Regions from separate parts of the Mus musculus genome. Here all the other regions are linked to region 2. A link is a contact called in public HiChIP or PLAC-seq and promoter capture Hi-C data. All regions are on one chromosome and are shown on one strand. Each heading gives the region's core, a stretch centred on a gene start, on an enhancer-like site or on the middle of the called end of the contact. The rest is flanking DNA. Distances are from core to core; before and after follow the strand shown. Region 1 holds the start of Pou2f2 (POU domain, class 2, transcription factor 2). Region 2 holds the start of Pafah1b3 (platelet-activating factor acetylhydrolase, isoform 1b, subunit 3). Region 3 overlaps 4732471J01Rik (RIKEN cDNA 4732471J01 gene). Region 4 holds the start of D930028M14Rik (RIKEN cDNA D930028M14 gene).

Region 1 (2,700 bases), core at 53-2,552, 170 kb before region 2:
AGTAAATAAATACCTGTCAATCCTCATCTTTCTACTGTCTACCACCATCATTTTTATATCCTAGCTCAGAGAACTCCTCCAGGAAGCCCTCCCTACTACCATGACAACAGAACTAGATAACTTCTGGACTCTATCATCTCTGCTCCACCCTCCACCCTCCAATCCCAGGTCTGATCACCACAGGATTGTCCTTTCCACTGAACTCGTGACTCCAGAAAAGCAGACCTGAAGCTGCCTAGCCCTGATATATCTTCAACACCAATATCCAACATAGAACGGCCCGGTAACCAGCGGTTGTTGAAGGGACTTGGCGATGCCCCCCACATACTGATGCATGTTGGACGGATGCACGCCAAGCCAACACTCACACCTACGGTCACCCAGGAGCTCGACGCACACTCGACCAAAGCTCCAGAAAAGCAGTCATGAAGTACTGATCCTTGGAATATCTCAGCACTGGTATTATCACCTTACACTTCCCAGTACTCTGCTGAGGTATGCTAAGTCTGCGCAGAGATGCATACCTTCTACGAAATGAGTCCCCAAGCGCAAATCACCTGATACGGTGCCTGCACCGTATCCAGCTCACCCAGGCAAGCATGTAGTAACTCAAAGACATAGAATGCATGCGCCACGGAGAAAGTCAGAGCAGGATAAGGAGACTGAGGGATATATAAGATTAGTGCCATTTTGCAGAATAAATGAAGTGGATCAAGAAGAAATCACTGCTACGGGCACACAGGAATGCCACGCACAGCAGCCCTCCCCCCTGCACACCCAGGAGAAATAGCAATAAGCACAGGACGCAGGACACCACACCCACACTCACACATATGCACACCTGCACCACACAAACGCAACTGCTTGGTCTTCCAAACCTGTTGCAGCCCTGTGTCTAAAGAATCGCCCACGCTGCCCAGCCCACCAGTTCCCCATATGAAGTCCAGCAAAAAACAAAACAAAACAAACAAACAAACAAACAAAAAACCACATGACCCTTCCTTTTTCCTGTTCCCTCAGTGGGGAGACAGACTGGAAGTATACCCCCCCACACACACACCCCATGCCTAATGCAAAACAGTATCAAAGAGGAGCTGAGGAGGGGGACTAGGTGAAGGAAGGAAAAGATGTTACTAAAGCACGGGGCCTCCCAAACAAGGGGGACAGCCGAAGAGGAGGTGCAGGAACCGTTGGCAGAGGTGGTCAGCAGAACGGCCCTAATATGCTATTTGTCCTCGCCACCCATGAGAAGGCATCAGCCTCTTACCTGGAGCCCCCATGCTGGAATGAACCATGCTGCCCGCCAGCCAGGGCTGGGGAACAACTGTGTCATCTCCCCGCCCTCTCTGGGGGCCAGCCCTCCCTGCCGGAAGTCACCCCGGGAGGAAACCACAGGGCCGGTCCGCCCCCTTCGGAAGGGAAAATACCCTGGCCCACAGGCCGACCCCAGCGGCCCAGGCGACCCCAGATCATGAGTGTATTTGAGTAGGGGCTTAGTCGGGTGGAAAGCGAGGACGCTGGAAGAACTGACTCTTGCTGGGGCCACACTAGGAGGTATCTATACAGTCCTTCTGCCCCCGCAGCACGGAGGGGTGGGGGCGAACACATCTGGAACAGGGCGTGTGGGGCTGTGAGAGAAGGTGAGGCTATACAATAACAATGGCAAACACAATTTGAGGTTTGTTCGAGGAGGGATCTCTCAGTGCCTAACCCTGCACCTCCCACGTAACAGGTGTCATAGTTTGACAGTATTTTGTGATTCGTCTTACAAACGACAAGACTGAAGATCAGAGAAGGGAGCAGTGGCTTTCTCAAGGATCCAGGGCCAAGATGCATCAAAGTAAAAAAAAAAAAAAAAAGGGGATGCTCAGGATGCTGTGGACAGACCAAGGCTTGCAACCTGTGCCACAGGTAAGGCATCCCGGGCCAATAGTGCCCATGAGCAGTGGCACAGTGGCAGTTAGGGCGAGGGGTGGAGGCCTAAGTCAGAGACAGCTAGAAGCCTGTCAGAGGGCAAACGCGTGCACCCGGGGCAGTGGAGCTGAGCTTGAGTCCTCAGGGTTCCTGTGGAGCGCTTTCAGCGAGCCGCTCCGCTCTCAGTCCTGCGGTTTTCCTGAAGCCCGCCAGAGGGCGGCAGCGTCCAGTCAATGGGCAGGAGGGCGGGGCCGGCTTCAGAGGAGGGAGCCCCGCCCTCCGCTCCATCCCGGCCCGCATCCTCCCCCGCCCCGCGCGCACACCTGCGAGGGTCACACAAAGGCGCAGGACTCGGGCGCACAGTAGCGCAGACAAAGGCAGGCGCGAGCCAACTGCCCTCTTCTCCCTCTCAGCTTCCTGGAGTCCGAGTTGCTGAGCTGCCTTGGCATCTCTTAAACAGTTCTCCTATCCACTAGGGCCATCCAGGACACTTTACACCCCAAGTGGAGGGTCCCCCAAACCACACGCGTGCACACATAGACGGCTGGATTCATCCTTCTACATACATGCATACACTGAAGTATTTCTTCTCAGACCAACCCTCCAGCATTTCACACGAATGCACACACAGAGATTCACTAGTGCACATCTCTACCATGGCCCCAATATCACCCCTCCCCGCAGACCAAGCTTCATCAGCTACATATGCTCTACTACTTCACCCAGACCCACAGGGCAGAGGGCACATCTACACATATGGCCAACGCAGGCCAGGTTACATGTGCC
Region 2 (2,700 bases), core at 84-2,583:
CAGAGCTAATGGCAATACAACTGAACCTCATTGTGGGGTGGGGGGGAAAGCCATTGTAGCTAAACGTCTTAGGGACTTTATTACTGATAAAGTCTTTGCAGAATACCATTACAATCAACCTTCACTTTCTGTAAAGCTATTACAACTTCGAGTAAACCCAACAGGGGCTGTGCCCCACCTTAAACAAACAATGAAAAGCCCTCACCTGACACAATCTTGAAGGAACGCCTCAATTTAACTCGACAGAGACAAACCCAACCCGACAAACTCAGGGCACACACTTCATTCTCAGCAGACATGTACATGGGGTTCTTAGATTCCTGCTACCACGGGCATTTCTGTACCCCTTATCTTGTCTTATCAGGTTCTGGGCTTGAAGTGCCAGTGAGGGTGCATGCCTGGATGAGGAAGGAGGAAACGGGTGGACCCTCACCTCACATTGGTGCATTAGCTGAACCAAGGAGTCCCCGATAAAGACTACTTCGGGTTCCTTGTCTTTGCTGTCCGCTACAAACCGATGGTGCTGCAGAGAAAGCCAGAAAGAGTCAAAGGCACGCACGCTCCAGGCCCCGCCCCACCCCGCTGCCTCAGGCGGAACAACCCCAAACAACCCAAACCAGGCTGCCCACCTAGGTGAGGAGGAGGATGTCACGAAGCAGTTCTATAGACATACACGCCCCCCAAGCCCCTAACCCTGGGGACCACGCGCGGTCACTCACCAGAGACATCCAGCGCCCGTCACCCTGCACGTCTTGCACAGGCGTGGGCTTGCTGGCCGGGTTCTCCCCTTCCCCACTCATCCTCAGCACCGCAGCCCCCTGGGGATGAGAGTGGAGTCCGCCCGGGAAAGCTCCGCGAGGACGTGGATCCGCCACGCCCACCCCTACCTCTCGGGCCAACACAATGGACCGTCCTGCCGCGCTCGCTCGCGCGTAGGGCGAAGGCCGAGCCCAGACGCCGCCTCCTTTCGCAGACTAGAAACCGTCACGTAGGAAGGAATCCTCGCTCCCCTCCCCCGATGGAGGCCGCAAAGTGGGCTCGTCTGCCGCTTCCCGCCGGGACCCCTTGCGGCCACGGGGGCCCAACGCAGGGGGGAGGGGCAGGCGAGACCAAGCGGCACTCGTGGCAGGGGAAGAGGGGGCGCAGACAAGAGAGACACAACCCAGAGTGGACGGAAAGGGGCAGGGTACCTGTAAAGCCGACAGGGACCAGGGACAATCTAGCGCCCTCCGTCCGAGGAGGAAATCATTTGCTGCAGGGCCAGAAAACTCCGGAAGAGACCACCTACGGGGGTGTGTGTGTGTGTGTGTAACCCATTCACATAGGAGAGGGAGTGGACGAGCTCATTCCTAGATCCGCGGAGGGGGTGGCTCTTAGACACCTGGGAAGGGACGCTCCCATTTCTTACTGGTGTAGGGATTTGAAAGGAAGCTAGCCAAACTGGGCGGTGGTGGCACACGCCTTTAATCCCAGCACTGGAGGGAGCCAGAGACAGGTGGATGTACTAGTTCGAGGACAGGCTGGTCAACAGAGTTCTAGGACAGCCAAGGCTACACAGAGAAACTCCCGTCTTGAAAACAAAAACAAAAAGAAGTGAAGCTGGTGGAGGCAGCACCAGAGTGGCTTTGAGGGGACTTCCCTATTTAAAACTTTCTGTTTTCTTTTGAGATGAGATTTCACTCTGTAACTTTAGCTCTCATGGAACTTGCTATAAACAGCAGGCAGGCCTTGAATTCACAGAGATCTACCTACCTCTGACTCCTGAGTGCTAAGATTAAAGCTGTGTGCCACCAGGCCAAGCCCAACACTAAGGCTTTGTTATTGTTATTTATTATTTATTTGTTATGTATATGTATATACGTGTGTGTGTGTGTGTGTGTGTGTGTGTGTGTGTGTCTTTTTTAAGGTAGGGTTTTTAAGGTAGGGTTTTTCTGTATGACAGAGCCCTCCCTGGCTGTCCTGGACTTGCTTTGTAGACCAAGCTGGCCTGTAGAGTGGTGGTATTATAGGTATGTGCCACTAGACCCAGCTTCAACATTAGTTTTTTAGTGGTATAAAATCTCAAATGCATATCTTCATGCCTCAGAGGCACCATCAGATCTATGTGAAAGAGGTGCAGAAAGATCAGAAATTGGAGATGGCTGCAAGGCCCAGCCCAGGTCCAACTTGGCATCCGTCCTGCAGATCACCTTGCACCTCCTAGGCCTCTGTTCCTCTCTCTAGATACAAAGTTCCATCATCAACTTCAGGTGGGTGGCTCTGGACTCCAAATCCCATGTCTGTAGCCAAGGCCACTTTCTATCATCTTCTTTCTTTCCCTGGCTCAAACTAAACCCCAAATCGCAGTGTTTTCTCAGATGCCCAGGGTCTCCCTCACCCCTAAATGGCCTAGTTGTTTTCTGGCAGCCCCACCTAGCGACTGAACTTTCAAACCTATCCATTCCTTCTTGTTGGCTTGATACTAAAGTAGTGAAGAGTTTTATTTATTGTGTTCACATTCTGTCTCAATCTCTTTCCCTAATCTGGACCTGGCATGAAGTTATTACTAAACAAGTGCAGTGCTTGCAGAATGATATTAGTTACATTAATGGTCAGATCCTGGCTATCTCCATCCATGTGTTGGAGAGAGAGACTCAGACATGACTGAGAAAGGCCCGGGACTCTGAGGCTTTGTGTTTCTCTAGAACAGAACTTCTTTCC
Region 3 (2,700 bases), core at 20-2,519, 130 kb after region 2:
CAATTTAGAGAAGACTAAGGGAATTGAAGATAAGCTCAGAGGTAGAACACTTTGCTAGAGTGTGCTAGACCTTGGGTTCAATCACCAGGACTTCAAATCAAAAATCAAAGTAAAACAGAAATACCCACTACTAAAAATAACCTTTAAAGGCACGAAACAGGTAAATATGATATAGAACCTTAGGTTGGAGCTTGGTTCAGTAAAAGGTGGTGGCCCATGTCTTTGATCCCAGGACTCAGGAGGCAGAGGCAGGCAGATCTCTGTGAGTTCCAGGTCAGCCTGATGTAATAGGGAGTTCCTATCAAAGGCTACACAGAGACACACTGTCTCAAAAAAAAAAAAAAAGCTTCCAGATCATTTTAATTTCTTATCAAAGTTAAGAACTACTTATTTAAATTTAAGCTTGCTTAGTAATCCTTTTAAAAGCTAACTTAATTTTCTTAAGCTGCTGTTTATCCACATTTCCAGCTATTCCTGTAATCTATAGATCGAGTTCAGACTCCTTAGGGTGTCATTCATAGTCCTTCAGCATGGCTCCTTGGTCTGCAGTCAACCATGACTGACGCACATTTTATGTCCTGAAAGATTCCTGCCTTGCTGTTCAGCCTCCCAAATTTTTCATCCCAAGCCTTGTTTCAGATCCTGTCTTACTGTTGAAGTTTAGTATAATTATTTCCACTAGAGTTATCGTTGAATTCTGTGGATGCAATGGTGTGAAGTGGAAACAGGAGCTTCAGATTCCAAAATATTTGAATCTAGACTGGTTGTGGGGGTATACTCTGTGGGGGTATACTCTGGGAGGCAGAAACAGATGGAACTCTATTAGTTCAGGCCAGCCTAGTCTATATAGTGAGTTTTAGACTAGCCAGGGCTACATAATGAAGTTCTGTTTAAAGCATAGAAAGAAATTCATGAATATATGTGTGTATCTAAAGGCTGGTTCCATCTACAAGTTCTGAGGTAAGAGCTAACTGTGTGAGGATGAGTCATGGTGACCTATAGATGAGATACAAATGGAAAGGTCGCAGTACTAGACTCCTGTCTCTTCATTATTGTGGTTCAGTGGTCCCTAAAGGCATTTTGTAGGTTGTTACTCATGGTTTTATGGTTAAACTTGTTATCAATTTCCTGCATGGCCTTTAATATTTCTTTTTTGCTTGCTCATCACCAAAACAACAGACATTTTAGAATGGAATGGAATGCTTGGGACTTTAAGGAATCCATCCAACTGAGTTTTTTTTCTCTTTTCTTGAGTATGACTTAGTAAACAAATGACCTACTAAAAGGAGAATGTAACCCAACCTAGGGAGAAGGGAGGATGTAAGTTCCTAAGGGCCAGAGGGCCCACCTCTGCTTAGACAAACATGACAGCATAATTTCTAGGAAGCATAACTCCTTAATTGTCCTTAAATCCTGCGCCCTGCGTAGCAACTGTCCCAAGGTGAGTGAGTGTACATAAGTGAGTCAGCTCTCTCATGAATCCTTTCTGACTCCTCCACTCATCAGGTCTGTGAAAGTGAGGCCAAAGGGACAGGTGAGAAGGAAGTCAGATGCCAAGAGGCATAGAAAGGGACAGGTGGGGTTGCCAAGCATGGTTCAAGGCCGTTAAGCACTGGCTCTGGAGTCTCCACCTCTTTGTGATTGTTCCAGGAACTCTCCTGGTTTTTCTACTTCCTTATTGCATTTCTTCTTGGTGCATCCCTTTTATGGTCTGAGAAAGGCTGTGCAAATAGTTCACAAGACTGTCAACTTGTGACTTCTTATGTGGTCAGGGAATCTGGTCCTGCATTTTCCTAAAAAAAAAAAGTAACGATTCATAAACAGTAGGCTAAGGAAGTGCCTTGAAATTGTGCTAGGTGTTAGGAAGCAGGCGCCTATGTGAATATTGAGACAGAAAACAGCTTATGTTGGCTGTGTCCAATCTTAAAGTGTGTGTGTGTGTGTGTGTGTGTGTGTGGAGGGTGGGGGAGGTCAAAATCATTCTGGAAGGTGGATTTTGTTTGGGAGATCTCAGAAAAATTTAAGACAGCTTTTGCCCAGATTGAGTGCAGATGAAGTTAAATTATGGAGTTGGTCCATATCGGGCACATTACTTAACGCCCTTGTCCTTGACTTTTTTAGGTTGTAGAAATGGGCACGATTATAGACTCTTTTGAGAGGATAGCACTTCATGTAAAGCCTTAGATAATGGGTGCTGAGTGTGAGTGGTTGTGATCACGGGAGCAGGTAAAGGTGCTAGCCTGGGTATCTATTTTGGGATGGTTGCTTGCTTGCAGCAGGGTCCTGGCAGGGAAGCTGGAAGTGAAATGACCCAGGGAGGCAGGCATTCCGGGTCTCACTAGGTAGTTCTTGGAAAATAGCTTTGCGCAAAAGGAGTTTACAAGGGATGAGAAAGCAGTTATAATCTCCTGGAGGTCCAGGCATGGATCCTAAAATTACCTACGTTTTTGTCAAGCCTTGATACAGATTTCAGGGAATGCCCTGGGAAGAGCATTCATCTGCCTAAGATAGTTCCTTATGAAAAGGCCAGAGTCATTATTTTCATCTTTGTACTGTTCTCATTTATAAGGTGTGAAGAGAAGGACCGAAGAAGGCTCCAATAAGGAAATGAGCAGGTTTGAGACTGGTACTTGTGCCCTGAGGGAGCATGTATTTTATTTGAACATAAAAAGGGCTTCATAAAAGGGTGTCCCCATATAA
Region 4 (2,700 bases), core at 111-2,610, 150 kb before region 2:
TGGAGCCATTTGGCTGATGGTCAGAACTGTCCGTCAAGGGGGCTCTGAGCCCCTGAGGACTCAGATGGGAGGAGGCAGGGGGAGAGGTCGAGGGTCAGGCCACGGCCCCTCAGCTCATCTCTTTCCCCTCCCCCTTCCTAACAAAGGGAACAGCAGACCATCGCTGGGGGTGGGAGGGGGCTGCCTGGTAGTCAGAGGGAAGCCAGAGAGGGGCTGTGGATGGCCATGGGCAGGAGGCAGGGTGAGGGCTGCCTGCCCCTCCTCTGCCCGCCCTCTCGGGTCAAGGCTAAGGTGATTCCTCAACCTCTCCAGGCTGGGAGGGGAGGACGGGTCTTCGAAGACAAAGAATGGGAGCCCCAGGGAGTTGGGGGCTGGCAGGGAAGCACCTGGGACCCACTATTTTGACTTGGGGAGGGACAGCAGGCACCCTCCCTCAGGCACCCTCCCTCCCGGTTCTTGCTTTTCCCCTCCCGTCAGCCCCGCCTCCCATCTGCAACAATCCCTCTGGATCTCAGAGCTGAGGCAGGATTCGGTTGGGGTTGAGGGGGAAACTGAGGCCCAAAGAAGGGGCAACAAAGTCACAGGGAGAATGTTGCCCCACTTTGACCTTCAGCTTCTTAGCCTAGCAAGGGAAAGAGCCCCTCTCTCCCAGTCCTTTCTCTTCCGGGTCAGGGCTGGCCCATGGAGGGGGCAGGTAACAGAAGGCTGCTGGAAGAAGGGGGGGGGGGAGGCTGAGGGGCTAGAGGGGTTGATCTCTGTATTCCAGGCCAGCCACGGAGGTTGAGGGACCAAAAGACCTTAGCATGCTGTCTCTGGCCTGGGTCTGTGGTGAGAGTCAACTGGAAAGGACAGGGTAACCTACCCCCACCCCAGTACCTGGAAAGAGACCTTCAGAGAGGGTTCTCTCCCGCTCACTGCCACATAGCAAAGGTGGACCCACAGCCTGGACTGCCCACACATGACACCTGCCCAGCCTGACAGTAGCTGGCAAAGAGGAGCCATGGCTGGCAGCCATCCTGACTATGGAATAAAAAGCCACTGGAGAAACAAAAAAGAAATGTTCAAAGCCTGGGGGGGCTACGCTCTCCTGCCAAGGCTGAGGGGGCTCTTGGAGAGAATAAGGGCCGCAGCCAAAAGGAAGTGGGGGGCAGGGCATACCCCTTTTCTGGGGGGGGGCTCAAATATGCTTCCACAGCTTGTCCAGGAGACCCTAGATGTACCCAGGACTAAGGGGTCCCAGCTGCCCTCCCCCAAACCTCCCCTCCCTTCTCTCTCTCTTTCTCGCCGCTATCGACCGACCAGGCTGTGACATGGTGGATCAATACAGCAGGGATATAAAGCCGGCTGGCTGGCTGCCTGCCTCTGCCTCTCTCTCCCTTGCTTCTCTTCCTTTCTTTCCCGGAGCCGCACCCAAGCCCCCACCCCATGTACCCCTTACCCCTACCTCTGGGGGGGGCCAGCCATCACCCCATACTCCCCTACTGCAGGAGAGTTTAGGGGGGCTGAGAGCTTGGAGAGCCAGGAGAGGGGGTGAGTATGGGGGTGGGCAGGGAAGCAGATGGGTGTGGGGGGCTCACATCTGCAGGCGAGGTGGCTGGGTAAACTGAGGAACAGCTGTTTAGGAGGAAAGGGAGCACCCCCCTCAGAGGGATGGGGCCCTTTGAGGGTAGCTGAGGGTGAGGGATGAAGCCTTGGGTGGTGGGCAGGGTTCCTGGCTAGGCAGGGGGATGGGGAAATGCTGTTCTGAGCCTGTGGGAGAAGGGAAGAAAGGCCTGGATACTGGATTTGGAAGGGCGAATGGACAGAAGCAAGAGGGGGCACCCTGGGCAAGCCTGGTGTCTACCTTCAGGACCTTGGCCTCACCCCAGAGCCTGGGTTGAATGAGCTGGGGTGTGGGTGGGCTTTCTTAGGGAGGTAGACAGGATGTCTCAACCAAGGGGCTGTGGAGTCCGAATGGATGCCACCCATGGAAGGTGTACACAGGTCCTTAAGCTGTGTTAGGGGACTCCAGAATTGTCTCCTGACCGCCCTGACCCTCGAGCCATGTCTGTGTGTGACTATGAGCCTGTGGGGGTTGTCCTGGGGATGCTGGGGCTTGTGCATATATGGCCATGGTGTCTCCATGATTACTGGGTGTCCTCAAATGCCCGTGTGGCCCTTGCGGGGATGTGGATGAATCTCAAGATGATACTCTCTCTGTCCCTAGGAAGGGTGGTGGCTAAGTGTCCCTAGTGAACCGGATTGTGGTGACATGTCCACGCCTCTGGTGGAGTGTGTCTGAGTGTGGGTGTTTTGGAGTGAGTCTGTATGTGTCCCTGTGTCTGTGTCGTGCGGGGGGGTGGGGTGGGGGGCTGTCCTTGGGCTTCAGAGCCTGTTTGGTCCTCTCTATGTGCATCGAAGGCTCTATATGAGTGGTAGAGACTCCGGTGGGTTCACTCTGTGTCTACCTGCTCCAGATGACCCTGTGTGCTGATGGTCAAGTGCTCTCTCATCAGTGGGATGGAGGCTCTGGGTGTGTCCCAGTGTGTGTCACGGTGACTCAGTGTACGTGAAGGGGGCAGAGGTCACATCCCTGAGTCTGAGTGGGGGAGGGGGTGGAGCAACAGAGGCTGCCACCGAGACACTGGCTAGTGTGGTTTATGGCTACATCATCTCCACATAGAATATAAGGGCCAGTCTGCCTTCTTTCTTCCCCTGCCA

The links. HiChIP or PLAC-seq counts read pairs in DNA pulled down with a chosen protein or histone mark. Capture Hi-C pulls out chosen DNA fragments and counts their contacts.
Region 1: a contact with region 2 is called in a promoter capture Hi-C map of adipose tissue. The contact joins the promoter of Pou2f2 here to the promoter of Pafah1b3 in region 2. A contact is called at or near these places in 25 of 39 promoter capture datasets (the 3T3-L1 cell line, 3T3-L1-derived adipocytes, the C10 cell line and 17 more), 2 of 15 datasets of contacts at CTCF or cohesin (embryonic stem cells and large pre-B cells), 34 of 484 Hi-C or Micro-C datasets (B cells, CD4 T cells, CD8 T cells and 12 more), 18 of 115 datasets of contacts at active chromatin or transcription factors (the 230-238 cell line, CD8 T cells, the HPC-7 cell line and 7 more) and 3 of 9 other capture datasets (adipose tissue, liver and pancreatic islet).
Region 3: a contact with region 2 is called in an HNF4G HiChIP or PLAC-seq map of pancreatic cancer cells. The contact joins the enhancer-like site here to the promoter of Pafah1b3 in region 2. A contact is called at or near these places in 1 of 484 Hi-C or Micro-C datasets (embryonic stem cells), 2 of 115 datasets of contacts at active chromatin or transcription factors (embryonic stem cells and pancreatic cancer cells) and 2 of 9 other capture datasets (adipose tissue and liver).
Region 4: an HNF4G HiChIP or PLAC-seq map of pancreatic cancer cells shows a contact between it and region 2. The contact joins the promoter of D930028M14Rik here to the promoter of Pafah1b3 in region 2. A contact is called at or near these places in 17 of 39 promoter capture datasets (the 3T3-L1 cell line, the C10 cell line, the HPC-7 cell line and 11 more), 5 of 484 Hi-C or Micro-C datasets (CD8 T cells, centrocytes, nephron progenitors and 2 more), 8 of 115 datasets of contacts at active chromatin or transcription factors (the SCID.adh cell line, T-cell acute lymphoblastic leukemia, double positive thymocytes and 2 more) and 2 of 9 other capture datasets (adipose tissue and liver).

What each region holds. Positions count from the first base shown.
Region 1 is chr7:25,131,158-25,133,857 of GRCm38.p6, forward strand. It overlaps Pou2f2 (POU domain, class 2, transcription factor 2), which reads right to left and starts at 1,303. Exons shown (of 15, transcript NM_001163554.1): 1 at 1,268-1,303. The coding sequence starts at 1,295.
Region 2 is chr7:25,296,653-25,299,352 of GRCm38.p6, forward strand. It overlaps Pafah1b3 (platelet-activating factor acetylhydrolase, isoform 1b, subunit 3), which reads right to left and starts at 1,334. Exons shown (of 5, transcript NM_001357350.1): 1 at 720-1,334; 2 at 434-523. The coding sequence starts at 800.
Region 3 is chr7:25,429,007-25,431,706 of GRCm38.p6, forward strand. The region is part of intron 4 of 4732471J01Rik (RIKEN cDNA 4732471J01 gene); the gene reads left to right. Among named protein-coding and RNA genes, the nearest start is that of Cxcl17, 17 kb to the left of the region's middle. Within about 2 kb of position 1,270, at least 53 of the 459 cell types and tissues checked have an H3K27ac peak or open chromatin away from gene starts, as enhancers often do. A contact at or near this core is called in pancreatic cancer cells, where this site is marked.
Region 4 is chr7:25,151,097-25,153,796 of GRCm38.p6, forward strand. D930028M14Rik (RIKEN cDNA D930028M14 gene) reads left to right here and starts at 1,361. Exons shown (of 3, transcript NR_045847.1): 1 at 1,361-1,530. It also overlaps a transcript of Pou2f2 not described here.